Regions from separate parts of the Mus musculus genome. Here region 1 is linked to region 2. The links are chromatin contacts, called in public ChIA-PET maps. All regions are on one chromosome and are shown on one strand. Each heading gives the region's core, a stretch centred on a gene start, on an enhancer-like site or on the middle of the called end of the contact. The rest is flanking DNA. Distances are from core to core; before and after follow the strand shown.

What was found. ChIA-PET counts read pairs in DNA pulled down with a chosen protein or histone mark.
Region 1: an RNA polymerase II ChIA-PET map of effector CD8 T cells shows a contact between it and region 2, with 6 read pairs. The contact joins two enhancer-like sites. A contact is called at or near these places in 9 of 484 Hi-C or Micro-C datasets (the AtT-20 cell line, B cells, CD8 T cells and 2 more), 2 of 115 datasets of contacts at active chromatin or transcription factors (bone marrow-derived macrophages and effector CD8 T cells) and 1 of 9 other capture datasets (embryonic stem cells).

Annotation. Positions count from the first base shown.
Region 1 is chr15:100,441,191-100,447,030 of GRCm38.p6, reverse strand. All of the region lies in intron 1 of 5330439K02Rik (a long non-coding RNA gene), which reads left to right. Among named protein-coding and RNA genes, the nearest start is that of Gm5475, 21 kb to the right of the region's middle. Within about 2 kb of position 3,645, at least 311 of the 459 cell types and tissues checked have an H3K27ac peak or open chromatin away from gene starts, as enhancers often do. A contact at or near this core is called in CD8 T cells and effector CD8 T cells, where this site is marked.
Region 2 is chr15:100,177,195-100,183,107 of GRCm38.p6, reverse strand. It overlaps Dip2b (disco interacting protein 2 homolog B), which reads right to left. Exons shown (of 38, transcript NM_001159361.2): 20 at 4,586-4,666; 21 at 1,672-1,799; 22 at 1-101. Among named protein-coding and RNA genes, the nearest start is that of Atf1, 48 kb to the left of the region's middle. Within about 2 kb of position 2,682, at least 68 of the 459 cell types and tissues checked have an H3K27ac peak or open chromatin away from gene starts, as enhancers often do. A contact at or near this core is called in CD8 T cells and effector CD8 T cells, where this site is marked.

The DNA.
Region 1 (5,840 bases), core at 2,396-4,895, 260 kb before region 2:
CTGACAAGAAAGAAAAGAATGGGAAAACTCAGAACTTTTTTTTTTTTTTTTTTTTTTTTTTTTGTGGATTTTCAAGACAGGGTTTCTCTGTATAGCCCTGGCTGTCCTGAAACTCATTTTGTGGACCAGGCTGGCCTAGAACTCAGAAATCCGCCTGCCTCTGCCTCCCAAGTGCTGGGATTAAAGGTGTGCGCGACCACAGCCCAGCTCAGAAAATATTTTTAAAACCCCCCATTTGTTTAATTTGTTTAACCTAGTTATCTATCTATCTATCTATCTATCTATCTATCTATCTATCTATCTAATCTATTTTGGTTTTTTTGAAACAGGGTTTCTCTGTGTAGCCCTGACTGTCCTGGAATTCACTCTGTAGACCAGGCTGGTCTTTGAGATCTGCCTGTCTCTGCCTCCCGAGTACTGGAGTGCTGGTGTTGAAAGTGTGCACCACCACCTTCCAAGTTAAAAGATGTGTTTAGGGCTGGAGAGATGGCTCAGTGATTAAGAGCACTGACTACTCTTTCAAAGGTCCTGAGTTCAAATCCCAGCAACCACATGGTGGCTCACAACCATCTGTAACGAAATCTGACACCCTCTTCTGGAGTGTCTGAAGACAGCTACAGCATACTTATGTATAATAAATAAATAAATCTTTAAAAAAAAAAAAGATGTCTTTACTCTTATATGTAAGAGAGTTTTGCCTGCCAGTGTGCCTGGTGCCTGTGGTAGTCAGAAAACATTAGATCACCTGGAACTGGAATTACAGGCGGTTGTGAGCCATCATGCAGGTTCTAGGAACTGTCCTCTGCAAGAACAGCTAGTGCCCTTAACTGCTGAGACATCTCTCCATTCCCAGTTTTTTAAAAACAGGACTTCAGTATAAACTCCAGGCTTGCTACAACCTAAAAGCAATGCTTTTGCCTCAGCCTCCTGAATGCTGGTGTCACAGCAGTGCCACCGGGCCTGGCAATTCTGTTTTCTTTGAGTGATTTGCTGCTGATCATGTTCTCATTAACCGTGTGCAAGATTTTTGATTTTGTATCATCACCTTGCATTTTAAGTAACATTGGTGTGGTGGTTTAAATAGGTTTGCCCCCCATAGACACCATGATGATAATGGACTGAACTCTGAAACTGTAAGCCAGCTCCAATTAAATGTTGCCCTTTATAAGAGTTGCCTTGGTCATGGTGTCTCTTCACAGCAATAAAACCTTAACTAAGACAATTGCTTTTAAAAATCATATTTCGGGCTGGTGAGATGGCTCAGTGGGTAAGAGCACCCAACTGCTCTTCCGAAGGTCAGGAGTTCAAATCCCAGCAACCACATGGTGGCTCACAGCCATCCATAACGAGATCTGACTCCCTCTTCTGGAGTGTCTGAGGACAGCTACAGTGTACTTACATATAATAAATAAATAAATAAAACTAAAAAAAATCATATTTCATATGCTTAGAGGTTGATTGCACCTGTATTTTATTTGTAAACTTTTGGAACTCGCTCTGTAGACCAGGGTCACCCCAAACCTGCCTCTGCCTCTGCCTCCCAAATGCTGAAATTAGAGGCATGCGCCAACACCATTGGCCTTAAACTTTTTTTTAAAAAGGACAGTTTTGTTGGATGGGGTTATGCACCTTTCATCCCATCACTTGGAAGGCAGAGGCAGGCAAATCTTCCTGTTCCAGTCCAGCCTAGTCTACAGAATGAGTTCCAGGATCTCCAGAGCTACGCAGAGAAACCCTCTTGAAAAATAAACAAATAGACAGTTTTTGAGGGAGTCAGTTCTCCTAGCTCCACTGTGGATTCTGGGACTAGAACTCAGGTCGTGACACTTGTGTGACAAGTGCACTTACCACTGAGCCAACTTGATGACTATATTTTTTAAAAGTTTTATATCACATTTACCAACTTTAAGAAATCCCAAGAGCTCAGTTATAGTTTGGTGGTAGAGTGCTTGCCAAGGGAGAACAAGCTGCCAAATTTAGACCCCAGTACCACAAAAGCAATAACAAAAATTAATATTTTTTGACAGTGTCCTGCAAGCACTGTAGCTCAGGGTGGTCTTGAACTCACGATGCTCTCGTCTCAGCTCCTGGTGTGCCAGGATGCCAAGTGTGTGCCACTCTGCCTAGCTACCATGGTTTCACTTTGATCACTCAATGTTTTCAGGCCTTAAAGTAAATTGTGACCAATTGATTTATTTATATTTTTATTTTATTTTATTTTATTTTATTTGAGGAGAAGCAATCTTTTGAGCCAGGGTATAGCTCAGCTGTAGAGTGCTTGTCTAGCATACACCAAACCCCAGGCTTGACAAAAGAAAACCCCTCAACAGACAGCCACCGTCCCCTAAATATGCAAATAAAAACAGGATTAAACATTTGATAGTTTTTCTTTTTCTTTATTTTATGGGTGTTTTCCTTGGGTGTATGTCTGTATACCATGTGCACACTTTGTCCGAGGAAGCCAGAAGAAGGCATCCGATCCCCTGAAACCAGAGTTACAGGTGGTTGTGCTAGGAATCAAACCCAGGTCCTCTGGGGAGCAGGCAGTGCCGGTTGGCATCGCCAGCTCTGTCTGAAGGTTTGATCGTACTTACCTAGGTAAAAGCCAGCAGGTTTGCAACAGGGGCTTGTATTCCTGCATCACGTTTCTCAGTGATGAGTTTTCAGTGCCACACACACCAGGCAGGCATAACACCACCAATCCCCATTTCCGTCTCGTTTCCCGGGGGACTCTGAACACTCCGTAACCTTCCTGCGATCTTGATTTCCACTTTCCTTTCCGGCTTTACTGTTAAACGCCTGGCTTCTCTGTTTGTATGGAAACCGAATACCCTTTAAGAAGGCAAGCTTCTTGCTCTATTTACATATTTGTTCCCTTGTTTGTTTGCATTTGAACAAGCAGAAAATGAAATGGAAAGACCGCCCTCCACAGCAGAGGCAGACCGGCTGGGAGGCAGTGGCCTTGGTTCATGTATGCTGGCCTGACTGCCAGTGTTCTAAAATGACTTTAAAATCCCCTCATTTCACTGCAGGGGAAACTGAGGCTTCGGATAAGAGAAGCAACTGTAGACTAGTTAGAGTCTGCAGTACTTAGTCTAGGACACAGGAACGCTGAGGAGCTGTTAGCGAACTGCACTTCTCAGTGTCTGTGGAGGTGTTTCTAGACAAGGACGGACCAAAATAGGTTAAGGCTTGCTGTGAATATGGGCAGCAAAACCCAGAAAGTCTGCAGCGCCCAGGGAAAAAGATGGGCGTGGCTATGCATGCCCGTGACGCAGCGCTGTGGGCTTTAGAGACAAGAGAATGCTTGCTGCTTGCCAGCCAATCCCGGGTCAGTGAGGGAGGGACTGTCGCAAGGAAATGAGGCGAGAGGGCTATAAAGCAGGAAACCCACCTTCTCTGCCGGTGAATACACACACACACACACACACACACATACACACACACACACACACACACGCGCGCGCGCGCGCGCGCCACACAAACACCCCCTCCCTCCCTTGCTTCCTCTCCTTCCCTCCCACCCCCCCACCCCCGCCCCCGCCCCCAACACCAGCTTTCATGTTGTTTAAGGTCATAGCTCTGTGACAAGCACCCTTACGCGTCATGACTGGTAGCTTTTCTTCTCGGATCGAACCCACGCTGGTCCAGGCTACTGTCTTTAGGGGCTATCAGAGGACAGGGAAACTGAGCTGCCTCTAGGTTAGCTGCAGTTGGGTTCTGGATCTGATCTGACTCAAAGGCATTTACTGGCTTTCTTTCCCCCCAGTGATAAGGAGATCGCTGTCAGGCCTCCCCATGCAGTAGCAAAATGTTATCATCTAGAGATACTGTAATCAGGTAGATACTTTGGCCAAGTTACAGAGAGCCAGCGGCGTTGTGGTAAGCAGGCATTTCCTGCCATGGGACATTTTAAAACAAGGAATATAATGAGCTTCCACCCTAAAGGGAAGATTCTGTTGCGCATGTATGTATTGTATAGAAATACATATAACACATGTTTGTACTTACACAGGTAAGTGTATCTATGTCTATATAGATATATGCACAAACATAAATTATTTTTTTGTTTGTTTTGAATCGGGGCCTCTCTGCATAGCCCCAGCTGGCCTGGAACTCACTCTCTAGATCAGGCTGGCCTCCAACTCACAGAGATCCACCTGCCTCTGCCTCTGCCTCTGCCTCTGCCTCTGCCTCTGCCTCTGCCTCTGCCTCTGCCTCTGCCTCTGCCTCTGCCTCTGCCTCTGCCTCTGCCTCTGCCTCTGCCTCTGCCTCTGCCTCTGCCTCTGCCTCTGCCTCTGCCTCTGCCTCCAATTAAAGGTGTGTGCCACCACCACCCAGCTATACCTGTTGGAGGTGAGGGGAGAGGAAGAGAGTTTTTTTTTTATAAAGATTTATTTATTATTATATCTAAGTACACTGTAGCTGTCTTCAGACACACCAGAAGAGGGCATCAGATCTCATTATGGATGTTTGTGAGCCACCATGTGGTTGCTGGGATTTGAACTCAGGACCTTCAGCCACTGAGCTATCTCTCCAGCCTCAGTAAGGGATTCTGAAACCTCAAAGTCCATGATTAATAGTGTTAGTCATATTAAACATGAGTCTCTGCCACCAAATATTATAAAACTTGTGTTTAGGGCAAAGAACGCAAACCTTCTTTCTTACCTCATAAGACTTCTGTGCACATATTTTAGTCCCCATGACCTGGTAAAATCTTTGTTTACACAACAGACCCTGCTTCATTCTGGGAACTCGATGACCTGGATCTGCCACCCCCTTTCTCCATCTTCAATTCCTATGCACGAGTTCTTTTAAGACTAGACTAGGCTAGGGCTGGAGAGATGGCTCAGTGGTTCAGAACACTGACTGCTCCTGAGTTTAAATCCCAGCAACCACACGGTGGCTCACAACCATCTGCAATGAGATCTGATGCGTGTGTTTCTAGACAGCAACAGTGAACTCATATATAATAAATAAATAAATCTTTGAGAGTTCGAGGCCAGCCTGGTCTACAGAGTTCCAGGACAGCCAGGGCTACACAGAGAAACCCTGTCTCGGAAAAAAAGAAATCTTAAAAAAAAAATAATAAGAGTAGACTAATAAATAAGACTGTGAGGTCTTATCCTAGTCAATGCGGAAAAGACACAGCCACCATGTGCTAGAATAAAAACCAAGTGCATTTGCTGTCTCTGTACAAATCTCCTAGATCTTCAGTTCTCAACCTCTCTAAAGTAAAGCGGCAACCCTTTAATACACTTCCTCACGCTGTGGTGACCCCAGCCATAACATTATTTTTGTTGCTACTTCATAACAGAAATTTTGCTACTGTTATGATTTGTAATGTAAATATCTATGTTTTCCGATGGTCTTAGGCAGCCTATGTGAAAGGGTTGTTGGATCCCAAAGGGGACATTAGCCAAATGTTGTAAATCCCTGCCCTGGATCAAGAGTGAAGTTTTTGCCTGTCATGATGGTGTGGGCCTTTAATCCCAGAGCTCAGGAGTCAGAGGGAGGCAGATCTCTGTGAGTTTGAGGCCAGCCTAGTCTACTTAGTCTACTTAGGAGTTTGAAGACAACTGGGGATACACACTGAAACCCTGTCTCAACAAAACCAAAGTAAACAAATAAATACAATAGAGCACTCTGCAACACATGCACTGAGGTTGCAGGGATATGCAAGGAAAAGCAGGGTTCCTATGCCAACTCATAAAATGTAGTTTTATTGAGATTTTATTTTAAATTATGTATATAGCACGTGTGCGCATGCATATATGTGTGTGCGGTGGATGTGTGTGTGTGCGTGTGAGTGTGCATATGTGTGTTCATGTGTGTAGGGA
Region 2 (5,913 bases), core at 1,433-3,932:
TCATCCACTGGAAACTGTCTTCCTCAGACGCATCGGGCCTTTGTTCTGCCACCACCACAATGCGCTCGTCATAAAACACAGACACAGAAAACACAGCAATTCTAAGAGAAATAGATCAAACACATCAGCCTCCCTTTAAAACCATCCTATTAGCTTTCCTCAGTTGGAATCAAAGAGGAGCCACCCCACCCACCCCACCCAGATGTGAGCAGCAGAAAAACAGTGTGCAGTCGCCACCACCAAGTCAGGCCGAGAGAGTCGTTGAGAATAAAACCAAAAAGCGCGGATTAAGCACCAGAGTGGCAAACAACACAGTTCCTGGCTTTGTGGCGCTTACGTGTCACACAGTTACTGAAGGCATGTTGTGATAAGCACCAGGAAGCGCCTGGGTCGGGCCAGTGGAGTGGCTATGGGTGCTTGGGGGAGCGCCTCCCTGGGGAGTGGACACTGGAGCAGAGACCTGAAGGAGGTGAGGACGCGAGCCACGCGAAGATCTGGAGGAAGAGGATTCCGGACAGAAGGAACGGAAAGCGGGAAGGTTCTGAGGTAGGGACGAGCTTGGCAGGTTTGAGGAACAGCGAGAAGGCCAGTGTGCCTGGAGCAGAGTGGTGAAGCAGAGAGTGGAGCGAGTCAGACGCGGGCAGGCGAGGGAGACCAAGAGAGGGAGGGGATGGAAGTGGACCTGAGGGAGGTCTCCGCTCAAATGTCCCCTTACTAGTGAGGCGTTCCCAGACCACCTCCTGTGTTCACTCCACAGCACTCAGACCCTCTCACGTGCCATCTATGTTACTGTTTGCCTGACTTCAGTGTTTGTCACAAGAATAGAAGGCACACACATAGCTTGTTTTGTTCACTGCCAAAGTACCCCCAAAAGCAGTACACCCAGTGAGGATTTGTTGACTGAATGCACGAGGACTGAAACAACTGAGAGCCAATGATGCCGGCTTGCCTGCCCCCTGGGATGCTAACTGTGCTAGGTACCATGCTGTGCACTGCGGATGTGGCTACAAGCACAGACTGTGGGTCTCTGCCCACGAAGCTCCATGCCTGGGAAGCCACATCATGACAGAAAACCACACGATGCAGGAGCTGGTGTTTTCTGTGACGTCTTTAGATGTTCCCTTCGTACATAACTACGGTCAGGACAGGAGGGAGAAGGTGGCATAGGCTCCAAGCACAGCATACATGTGTATGAAGGTGCTCTTGTGTAAAAACAAAGTGGAAATCATCCTAACAGACACCGTCTACAACTGCTGGGCTCGCTTTCCTTGCATTAGTAAGCACAGGAGAAGGCCTGCCCTTGTTTACAGAACCTACAATTCCAGCACTTAGCTGCCATGTCAGTCTCCACATAGAAAACACAACACTTCAGTTAGAAATGAGAGAAAGATTCTTAGGTCTGCTCTCGCAGAGTGGCAGCCACCTATATTGGCCTGGACAGCACAATCTCTGAAGAAGGTCATGTTTTTTATCTTGGAATTCTCCTCAGTCTTCAGAATCAACAATCATTGACAGACTCTGAGACTGCTCACATTTCATGCCTCAGCTGCAGGACGGGTATTTAAAGCTGGGCTTTGTCACTCTAAGCTAGACCAGCCCAAGCACCTGGAAGAACCACAGAGCGCAGCTCAGATCACCCCAGAGTGGTGACACGGATCTCAGAGCACTCACCTTCCTCGATAGACGGTCTTTATGGACTCCACAGCCAATCCAGTAGCAACAATGTCATCGGCGTTATGTCTTCGGCCGCTGACCATGAGTAATCCATCCATTTTTCCAACCACGAACACCAAGCTACCCTGAAAGTTAGCAATGATTCACCTTCATTTCCATAGTTTAAAGGGTAAAACAGACACCTTACATTTCCTGTTTTCATGAAAATGTCACTAAACAAAACCAAACCAAACACTAAGAAACGTACCTGTGAAACATGTACACAGTTCAACTCCCAACACCACAAAAAACGTGTTTATACGAAAGAAAATAATGTCATAGTTTATGGGATTTATTATTATTTTTCTTTAGAATTAGTAAAAAAGCACATCTTAAAGCCACCAAGTCTTTAAAAGGCTCGATCTGTGTGCATGTGTGTGGGCACAGGCAGGCCACTGCCCGCTGTGACTCAGAGGACAACTTGCAGGAACTGTCCTCTCCTTCCACCCAATGGGTCCCAGGGACGCCTCTACCTGCTGAGCATCTGGCTAGCACCCACTGAGGTCTTACCGTCTATAAGAGATTAATCCGTTCCTATTTATTCTTAGGGGAAATCTCACTCTCACAGGGGAGAAACTGTGCTCACACACAGAGTTCCCTTTTCCAGCCACAGGTGTGCATTAGCTCTTCTGTAGTTGGCACAGGGTGAATACCAGGGAGAGAAATGTTACTTTATTGCTCCTGGAGCTAGAGAGAGCCAACGGTTTTAGTGTGTGAATAGTTGCTTTGAGCTCGCAAGGGTAACACTGTCTCCATTGGCAAGATCAGAAACACATACCCAAGAAGGTCTAAGAACCCTGCAGATTTTTGGACAACAGAGCAGCAGGCCCCTGGGTCCATTGGCCCTTCGCATGTCCTCTCGAGTTGGCAGTTACCTCCACAAGCATGTCACTCTTGCTGAGCACAGTGTAGTGCCACACAATGACTGGGCTAAGCCAGAAAAACAGAATGTCAATGCACAGGAAGCTGCTGGTCTACCCACAGTGCCAGAGGAAGCCAGCCAACTCCACAACGCCAGAGCCAGAGGGGACACACTTCTAACAGTCTGCTGGTGGTAAATGGAGAGAGAGGCGGCTAAGGGAATGTCCTGGTCCTGCAGAGGACATGAGTGTGGCTGCCAGCACAAAGTCTGGTGGCTCACAGCTCCTTTAACTCCAACACTGCTATGCATGTAGACTTGCATATACATTTAACATAATAGAAACAAATCCTTAAAAAAGAGAGAGAGAAGGGATGCCTGCTTCTCCAAATCTTTCACAGTGAGGCTGTTTAGCTGACATGGTATTTCCATCTTCATCTTCCTTGCAGCTAGATCTGACCATGGGACTGGTTCAGGCCAGACACAACCAGACCCTTTACATGGGGTTCAGGGGATCATTCATAGAGAGCGGACAACAGTCTATCTGTTTCAGACTGACGGTTGGAGCTGGGTCCTGGACCTCAATAGCAGTGCAGCAAGCTCGCTCAAGATTTGGGCTCTTGAGACAGCTGAAGCTGCACTGCAGTGTTAAGGGCTCAGTGTCACATGCTCTTACATGAGCTGAGCGCTAGGAGGAGGAAGAGGAGAAGGAGGAGGAGGAGATGGGCAGGAAGGAGCCATCGACAGATGGAGGGTATGAGTTGACAGGATAGTGACTACCCCATGGCTCGCCACTGCCCTACCCACTGGCCATCAGAGCCTGGCTCTCTGCTGCCTTTGTGTCCTGCTCAGGCTCAGTATGTGCCTTGAGAACAGGCTTTTGGGTCCTTGTCTCTCTAGACCACTACCATGAATAACACTTGCCAGGTAACGAACTGTTTTCTAAGAATTTACAATGACCCAGGGTGGGCACTGCTGAGAATCCTTAAGAAAACACTCTCATGCCCGGCGTGGTGGCACACACCTTTAATCCCAGCACTCAGGAGGCAGAGGCAGGCGGATTTCTGAGTTCGAGTCCAGCCTGGTTTACAAAGTGAGTTCCAGGACAGCCAGGGCTACACAGAGAAACTCTGTCTCGAAAAACCAAAAAAAAAAAAAAAAAAAAAAGAAAAGAAAAGAAAACACTCTCAGCTAATGGATGGATCACAGGGCTCCCAATGGAGGAGCTAGAGAAAGTAGCCAAGGAGCTAAAGGGATCTGCAACCCTATAGGTGGAACAACATTATGAACTAACCAGTACCCCGGAGCTCTTGACTCTAGCTGCATATGTATCAAAAGATGGCCTAGTCGGCCATCACTGGAAAGAGAGGCCCATTGGACACGCAAACTTTATATGCCCCAGTACAGGGGAACGCCAGGGCCAAAAAGGGGGAGTGGGGGTGGGTGGGTATGGGGGACTTTTGGTATAGCATTGGAAATGTAAATGAGCTAAATACCTAATAAAAAATGGAAAAAAAAAAAAAGAAAAAGAAAACACTCTCTACATTCGCCACTCAGTTTCCCTTGGCTACGAAGTAACCTTCCCCCCTCCCTCCTCTTAACTTCTCAGAGCATGTTAACATAAATCAAGAAAAGTAGTAAGAATAAGTGAAATGTTTAAAAATATAGGATACATATGAAGCCTTAGTCTGTAGGAGTCACAGAAACTTAGGCAAGAGACGCAGAAAACATTAGCTCATTCCTGTGACAGTCTTCTACAATCAGTCTGAAAGACAGTGCATCATTTTTAATCCCAGCGTTTGGGAGGCTGAGGTAGGGATCTCCACTAGTTCCAACCAGGCAGGGCTTTGCAGAGACCTTGTCTAAATAAAGAAACAGGAGGAGGAGCCGTTTTGATCGTTGTTAAAGGGCCAGTGACACCCTTTCACTACTCGGAATCTGTTCAGTTCTGTGAATCCAAGTTCAAATGCTTTTAGATCAAATGTTGCAAAATCAATAGGAACCGTCACTTACAGGCCCTACAAATCCCAGCAGCCCTGACCGGATGAAGGGTACGTCCCCTACAGGAGAGCCTGAAGAAGTCACTGGAATCACCTAAAAGACAAAAGGAAAAAGGTGAAAAGCTTGGTTAGTTAAAAAAAATGTATCTGATTTTTAAAAGTCTTACTTAAAAGAAAAAACTACATGTATTATATTCTAACTGAGCAGGGCATGGTTGGTACAAGCCTTTAATTCCAGCACTCAGGAGTCAGGCAGGAGAGCTCTGTGATTCGGAGGCCAGCCAGGTATACACTGCAACTCCAGGCTGGCCAAGACGTCACAATGAGACCCTGTCTCTAAAACCAACCAACCAACCAACCCCCAAATAGAATTATAAACACACACACATAATATGCTTATTGGAAGGTATAATCTGCAACAAATCCAGGAATCTCATCCAGTTCAGAGTTTACCTCTCCAGACTTTTAAAAAGCTATACACTCACAGTCAAATATTTTATTACGTTGATTTGTGTTTGTATCACTGCAGGTATGGGGCCTTTATATGCTTGTGAGGTCAGAGGGCAAATGCAGGAGCTGGCTCTCGCCTTTCGCCATGTGGATTGTGGGTAGCACACATCAGACAGCACGTGAAGTGCCCTCACCCACTGTGTCATCTCACAAGATACACAGACTAATGTCACAACTAAGTATGTTAACCCAGGGTCACGGGATAGGCTTCTGTGCAAGCCTGAGGGCTGCAGTTCTGATCCCCAGCCCCCAAGAAAAAGGCTGTTGGGGAGGGGATGGACGGCAGGACGTCCAGGATGTCCTAGGCAGCTACTAAAGCCTAGACAGCAGACAAACATAAACAACGTGGAGTGGGTCAGAGGTTGATGCCCCACATCATCTGTTTTACACACACAAGCACATACACAGAGCACACGCGTGCACACACACATGTGTGTAAGCACACATACAAAGGCATATATCACATATGCACAATTAAAAAGGAAAATATTTAAAAAATTAAAAAAGGGGGATCACAATTACACATTTGTCTGTCTGTCTTTTCACTAACAGACCTTTGACAATGTATCTTGGATAGCTTCCCCATCAGGTAATGACCAATCTAGGCCGTGTTTGTATAGTAGAACACTTCACAGGGCAGAGGATACTGAAGTCCTGAGAGTTGATTCTAGTTCTGCAGTTTACTGGCAAGGCAGATTCTGGGTAAATGCCAGCAGCTGAGCCTCAGGTTCTTCTCAGCTGTAAACAATGCTCTCAAATCCTCTCTTGGGCGTAGGTAAAGGTAGAGCAATCTGAGCAGATCTGGAGAGGAGAGCATGGTGCCTGACCCGG